2 separate regions of the Gossypium hirsutum genome follow, and region 1 is linked to region 2. Evidence: chromatin contacts called from public Hi-C data. All regions are on one chromosome and are shown on one strand. The core of a region is the stretch at or near the end of the contact, and the rest is flanking DNA. Distances in the headings are between cores, read along the strand shown. Region 1 holds the start of LOC107886751 (pentatricopeptide repeat-containing protein At1g03540). Region 2 has its middle 44 kb from the start of LOC107886758.

What was found. A called contact is a pair of places that touch in the nucleus more often than the background predicts.
Region 1: a contact with region 2 is called in a Hi-C map of leaf, with 2.3 times the contacts expected there. The contact joins the promoter of LOC107886751 here to the enhancer-like site in region 2. A contact is called at or near these places in 2 of 34 Hi-C or Micro-C datasets (hypocotyl and leaf).

The regions. Positions count from the first base shown.
Region 1 is chrA03:106,470,541-106,473,995 of Gossypium_hirsutum_v2.1, reverse strand. LOC107886751 (pentatricopeptide repeat-containing protein At1g03540) reads left to right here and starts at 1,440. Exons shown (of 2, transcript XM_041100968.1): 1 at 1,440-3,440. The coding sequence starts at 1,561. It overlaps LOC107886749, which reads right to left and starts at 141. Exons shown (of 1, transcript XM_016810801.2): 1 at 1-141.
Region 2 is chrA03:106,074,990-106,078,537 of Gossypium_hirsutum_v2.1, reverse strand. No RefSeq gene overlaps it. Among protein-coding and RNA genes, the nearest start is that of LOC107886758, 44 kb to the left of the region's middle. Within about 2 kb of position 1,452, at least 8 of the 9 cell types and tissues checked have an H3K27ac peak or open chromatin away from gene starts, as enhancers often do. A contact at or near this core is called in leaf, where this site is marked.

The DNA.
Region 1 (3,455 bases), core at 191-2,690, 400 kb before region 2:
TACAGTACTTAGCTGTTAAGAAAAGGAAGGAGAGAGAGGACAGTTATTTCTATTGTTGAGTTTGAGGGGCAAAAATATATATATAGGCGAAGGGGAAGAGAAGAGGGAGGGGGGGGGGGAGGGTTAAAAGCCGAGCAACTTTGGGTGTCTGATTCTGACCATTTGATCGAGGGAAATAGTTGCTCGATGTTTAAGTATCCCTTTAGATTTAAGACACGTGTGCGGCATCTGAATGTTGACCGTACACGTATAGAGAAGGAAAATATGGGGAGAGGTGGTCGCAATAAGTAGGTGTCAGGAAGGAAGTGGAGCGATTAGGTTGGGGCAATCGATGTTCTGTCGCTGTTGATTTAAGCATATCATTTTCCTTTACCTCATTCGTCCATCTATATCCTTTTTATAATTCTATTTTTTAATAAAATAAAATATATGTTAATATATTTCTATTACATTTTTATACATAAACTTTAAAATTATTAATTACATTCAATAATTTAATTCTTTTTATTTTACTCTTGAATTTAATTTTGAAAATATAAAAATGATTTAAATTATATATCAATTCATACCTATGGATATAATTTGATATTTTTTTATGATGGTTTTTTAAATTAAAATTTATATATATATTTTTATTTATTTTAATTAAATTTTGGTTTACTTATAGATTAATTTTAACTAAATATTTTTATTAAAAAATAAATGACTAATTACAAAATGTGTTTGTTCATAATACTTGTTAAGAATGAAAACGTTGAAATGGTTAAAATAAAACTTAATGATAAATTTAATCACTAATGTTTACATATTTTGTTAAAGATAGTCTTAATTGTATTTTTGAGTTTTTTTTGCTATTAATATTTTTTCTCCAATTTATTTTTTAATAGATTTGATGAAAGTACCCACAGGATGATGTGAAATTTTATATGTGAAATATTTTTAATGAGATATGATTTATTACTTAGATAAACTAATAAAATAATTACACGTGGAAAATAATAAAATAAATAATTTATAAAGTTAAAAATAACTCTCAATATAAAAAATAAACGTAATTATCTAAATAAATATTTCGAAATGAATGCGCACTTTTTGAAACCTTTAAGTAAATAAAAATATGCATTCATTTTGAAACCATTTTTTAAATAATTACATTTATTTTTTAAAAATTAAGAGTTATTTCCATGCATCATAATAATTATATTTATTATTTTTCATATATAATTATTTTATTAAATTACTTTAATAATAAATTACATCTCATTAAAAATATTTCACATCATTTATTATCCGATACTTTCATCAAATCTCTTAAGAAAAGCAATGCGAGAAAAATAACAAAAATTGATAAGAAAAAAAAATCAAAATACAAAATATGTAATAGCCAAATTTACCATTAAGCCTTAAAATAAATAAATTTGTAAGTTATTTCAGAAAGAACCGTTGCATTTTCAATATCTTTATTGCAGAGGATGCCTTGATTGAAAAAGAAAAATCAATTCAGAGTACATTTAAAGCCAACAGCATAAGGGAACCACATTTCATTCTTTAATCAGTTTGATGAAGCTCTTCTTCGTTAAACGCCATTGCTGCTCTTTGGCTTCTTTTAACCCCAACAACTCCGTTAAACACCCATCAGACAAATATTTCCAAATCCTCCATTTCTGCAGGTCAGCTCAACTTGTCCCCGCCATCCACCTCCTTAACACCCTACATGTTCCTACCCTAACCTCCTCTTCCAATAAACAATTTCTGTACGCTTCCCTCTTGCAAACTTGCACAAATGTTCAAGCTTTTCCTCTTGGGGTTCAATTCCATGCACACGTCATTAAATCTGGTCTCGACACTGATCGTTTTGTAGGTAATAGTTTACTTGCTCTGTATTTTAAGTTGGGTCCTGATTTTAGAGAAACTCGGAGAGTTTTTGATGGGTTGTTTGTGAAAGATGTTATATCGTGGACTTCAATGGTTTCGGGGTATATTAAAGCGGGTAAACCTGAGTGTTCCCTTGAAATGTTTTCGGAAATGCTGGGTTTGGGAGTTGAGCCAAATGCCTTCACCTTATCTGCTATAATCAAGGTGTGTTCCGTTCTTGGGAAGTTGAGGCTGGGATGGTGCTTGCACGGGGTGATTACGAAACGTGGTTTTGATTCGAATAGTGTAATTCTGTGCGCATTGATTGATTTTTATGGGAGGATTTGGCAGTTGAAAGAAGCGTGTCAGTTGTTCGATGAATTGCCTGAGCCGGATGCTATTTGTTGGACTTCTATTATTTCTTCTCTCACGAGGAATGATTTGTATAAGGAAGCATTGCATTTCTTTTATTTGATGCAAAGGAATCATGGGTTGATCCCTGACGGATTTACATTTGGAACAGTATTGACAGCTTGTGGGAATTTAGGGAGGTTGAGGCAAGGGAAGCAAGTGCATGCTAAGGTCATTACCTATGGACTTTGTGGAAATGTGGTGGTCGAGAGCAGTCTTCTTGACATGTATGGAAAGTGTGGGTTGATTGATGAGTCTCAGCGTATTTTCGATAGGATGTCGAAAAGGAATTCGGTTTCTTGGTCTGCATTGCTTGGTGTTTACTGTCAGAATAAAGACTACGAATCTGTTATTAGAATATTCAGGGAAATGGATGTATCCGATCTCTATTGTTTCGGAACTATTCTCCGTGCATGTGCAGGTTTAGCCGCTGTAAGACTAGGGAAAGAAGTTCACTGCCAGTATGTGAGACGGGGTGGCTGGAGAGATGTTATCGTAGAGTCAGCCTTAGTTGATCTTTATGCAAAATGTGGCTGTATCGATTTTGCACATCGCATCTTCGTGCAGATGTCCAATAGAAATCTGATAACATGGAACTCGATGATTTATGGGTTTGCTCAGAATGGAAGAGGTGGGGAAGCTCTAAGTATATTTGATGAGATGATCAAGGAAGGCATTAAGCCTGATTATATTAGTTTTATTGGAGTTCTTTTTGCTTGCAGTCATTCTGGCTTGGTGGATCAAGGCCGAAAATATTTTAACTTAATGACCAGGGAATATGGGATTAAACCTGGAATTGAACATTACAACTGTATGGTTAACCTCTTAGGCCGTGCTGGGTTACTGGAAGAAGCTGAAAACTTGATAGAGAGTGCAGACTTTAGAGACGATACATCCCTTTGGGCCGTAATTCTTGGGGCTTGCACAACCAGTACAAGTTCCAGTAATGCTGAGCGTATTGCTAAGAAAATGATTGAACTGGAACCTAACCATCATATGAACTATGTTCTCCTAGCTAATGTATACAGAGCAATTGGACGGTGGAATGATGCTCTAAAGGTTAGGCAGCTAATGGAAGACAGAGGAGTGAAGAAGATTAGGGGCACCAGCTGGGTTGAGACTACCAGTAACATGAGTTCTTATATCGATGTGGTTGATACGGATATATCTTGCAGGTAACAGTTTTGTGT
Region 2 (3,548 bases), core at 203-2,702:
ATGCCTTTAACCCTAGTATGGTGATGGATACGGGTTAGGGTGTTACAGTCTAACCTTTCAAAAAGCGTGCCTCTATGCCAAGTAAAAAGAGGTCCTCTAAAACCCAAATCGTGCAACTTGGCTTTCTCTACAAATTCTCCAAACTGAGGACATCTCCTTCCATTAGTAATACCACCAAACTTTTCAAAAGAAGATAGAATTGCGTTGAAATCACCAATAACAATTTATGGAATACGACTGGATAGAATCAAAGACCTTAAGACATCCCAAAGATCCTTACATTTTTGCCGATTAAGAATGGCATAAACGAAAGAAATAAAAAATGGACGTGAATAGGACATTTGCCAAACTTTAGCAAGAATAAATTGAGGATGACTACGAACCACCTCGACACGAATGGAATCTTTCCAACCAAGCCAGATACCTCCAGAGTACCCAATCGCCTTTACTCAATGAGAGCGCTGGAAACCTAATTTTGCAATAATGCTATCAGCTTTAGCTCCACTAACTCTTGTCTCAAGCAAACAAACTATATATGGTTATGCTCCATGTTATATTCTCGAAAAATTCAGGGAAATTTAAAACTGGCACATCCCCAACAATTTCAAGAAAAAATTATAAAATTTATAATAAAAAACGAAAGGTTAGAAGACATACCATTACTGCTGAGGGACTAAATCCCCCTCAAAGGTTAAACTTGCGCCTCCCGAATCTACAATACCATTTTGACTGGGATTATGAGTAGAAAGAATATTTGCCATCACCTCCATAGATTCTGGTAAAGGGATTCGTGCACTAACAGAAGATTTAAAACGACTCACACGTCCTCGAAGAGCATTTGAACTCTTATGGCTACACAGTTTTTATTAATTTTAAAATCACTATTTCTATTAATAAAATTGGATTTGTCCACACTCGAACTAGACACTAAGTCTAATCCCGATTTCTTCACTGAGCAATTCCAGATTTAACCCCTTGGTCGGAGGAAATACTTTCCTTAAAAGACATCGCAGAATGTTTCTCGGGATCAAGGACACCTTCGAAAATTTGGATTTCAACTCCTTCAAACATTTCGAAAGCTGGATTAAAATGGGCCTTAACCCTTTCTAAATTACTAGAAGTAATATTTTTTGAAACACCAAAATTTAAAGAATTTTGGTTATCGCCTTCCATGCCCGTTCCAATAAATTTATAAATTTCCTGTTCATTACCTACAAGTTTGCCAAAAAAGAAACATTAGCGTTTGATTTAAAAATTTGGCCCTCGTTACTTTTACCTTTACTCGACAATTCCATAGGTCTTTTGCCCAAAATTTTATCTAGGCTAAAATTAGATTTTTGGCCCAAATGATTATCCCCTAAGTTGTCCAATGAAATTCCCTTAGTAGGACCTAAAAAGGCTCCATAGCCCAAAACACTCTTACGGCCTGCTTCAAGATTAGACCCAGAATTTTCCTTAACACCCTTATTAACCCTAACCTTCAGCCTCCCATCACTGACAACCCCTCTCTCCCCCACCTTCTCCGGCATAAAATCTTCATTCACCACCCTCAAATCACACCTCAAATCCCCAACCTGATTGAGCGCTGAGAATCTAGACTAGACTTAGAAGAAACATTTCATATTTTTCCGCACCATTAGCTTGATGAACGCGTTGGCCACGTCTCGCCTTGCACTCAACCAGCATCCTCGGGCTGAACTCAGGCCTCTTAGCAGCATTGGGTATGCCACCAACGCCACCTTGTGCCTCAACCACCATATTCGTCGGTTGCTCCCAAGTATGATCCACCATAACCGTCGGGCAAAGCTCCTTAACATGGCCATATTTACCACATGTAAAACACACCGTTGGCAGAGCCTCATACTCAACTTGTTGAACGGTTCCGTCCACCATCACCTGAAAAATCAACTGTTTATCAAGATTAATAAAAACAACTTTCCCAATGAGACCGCCAGTGGCTTCTATAATTTTTCAATTGTACAGGTATCCCGGAAGCCCCGGCAGTCGGATCCAAGGGGATATGGCTGCAATGTGTTAAAATCCTTAATCCACGGTTGGATAGTAAGATATTGCCCGTAGATAATCCAAGGGCCTTAGGTTAAGACTTTATTGTAATCACCAATATCTTGTAACTTAACCAAAAAATAACCATTAACAGTATCCATAAGATGAAAAGATATAGCAAGTTTCCAAAGACTAAGGATACGGTTATGGAGAGCATTGTATCCGATATTACGGCCTAAAAGCTTAAGAACAATCATTAAATCCATTTCTTTGAAAAGAATGTTTTTAATACGATCCGAGAAAACAATAGTAGGCATCCTGTCTACCATGGTTGTACTCACGTCCCCTTATAGAAAGTCAAAGTCGTTTTCACTTCCCTCAGAGGAACCATTTCGATCTGATATGGAGTGAGAAGCTTCACCCAAAAGCATGTCCTTCCACGACAGTTTTGGAGGCAGATCTAGAACAACAGCCATCACAACAGTCTCCTCTTCAACTCCATCCTTAAATCTGACTTTCTTTGTGTTCCGATCCCCATCAAAACAAAGGACAACATCGCCATAGAAACCAGAATCTTCCATTGCTTTTCTCTCCCTTTTTAAAAAAATTTTAAAAATTAAAGTAAATTAAATTTGAAATAATTTCAAATTCATTGAAACCAAACTTTAACTAAATCTAACTTAATTCAACTTTAAAATTTTAAAATTTAAGGCAAAAGAAATTCAATTTAGCTCATATTTTCATTCCAATTTTAGAATTAAATTGATAATTCGAATTAATTATACCTAAAAAGTTTTAAAATCTTAACTGAAATTGCAAGCTTTACACAAAATGAATTGTCTACATATAATTAGCATTTTATAGTAGCCAATCTGTAGTAGCCAACTCTCAAGATTAGATTATAAAGTATGATGGTTGACAATTTATTTTCTTCAATAACCTATGTAGAAATGTTAGAAACTTTTGTTAAAAAATAGAAAATGTTTCTTGTGAAGTCATTCAAACACTAAAATATATAAGTTTTTTTTTAAATCAAACTTATTTTTTAATAATCATTTTCTAAAAGCTATTTTCAATTAAACAAACACAATTTTCTATTTCTAATTTTACACATTCATAGCAACAAAAATATAAAATTTTGTTGAAAATAGAAAATGTTTTATGTGAAATCATTTAAACACTAAAAAATATAAGCTTTTTAAGAAAAATAATTTATTTTTCAATAATAAATTTTTTGATAACTATTTTCAATCAAACAACACAATCTTGATTTAAAAAATGAACGCCATTTAATCATCGAGAACAAAAATGAACATTACTTTGATTTAAAAAATTTCTTTTTTTGTGCCTCGTGCAAGGACTAATGCAATATTTAAAATAATGTGTATTTAGCTTATTCGGGCATAGTATAAAAACGGGTAAGTACATTTAAATACAACTCGAGGCATTGTTATAACAAAATAAAATAAAAAGGGAAATGTATAAAAATGAAACGATGATGTACGAAAAAAATAAAAATACCATACTAGTAAATGACGATAATA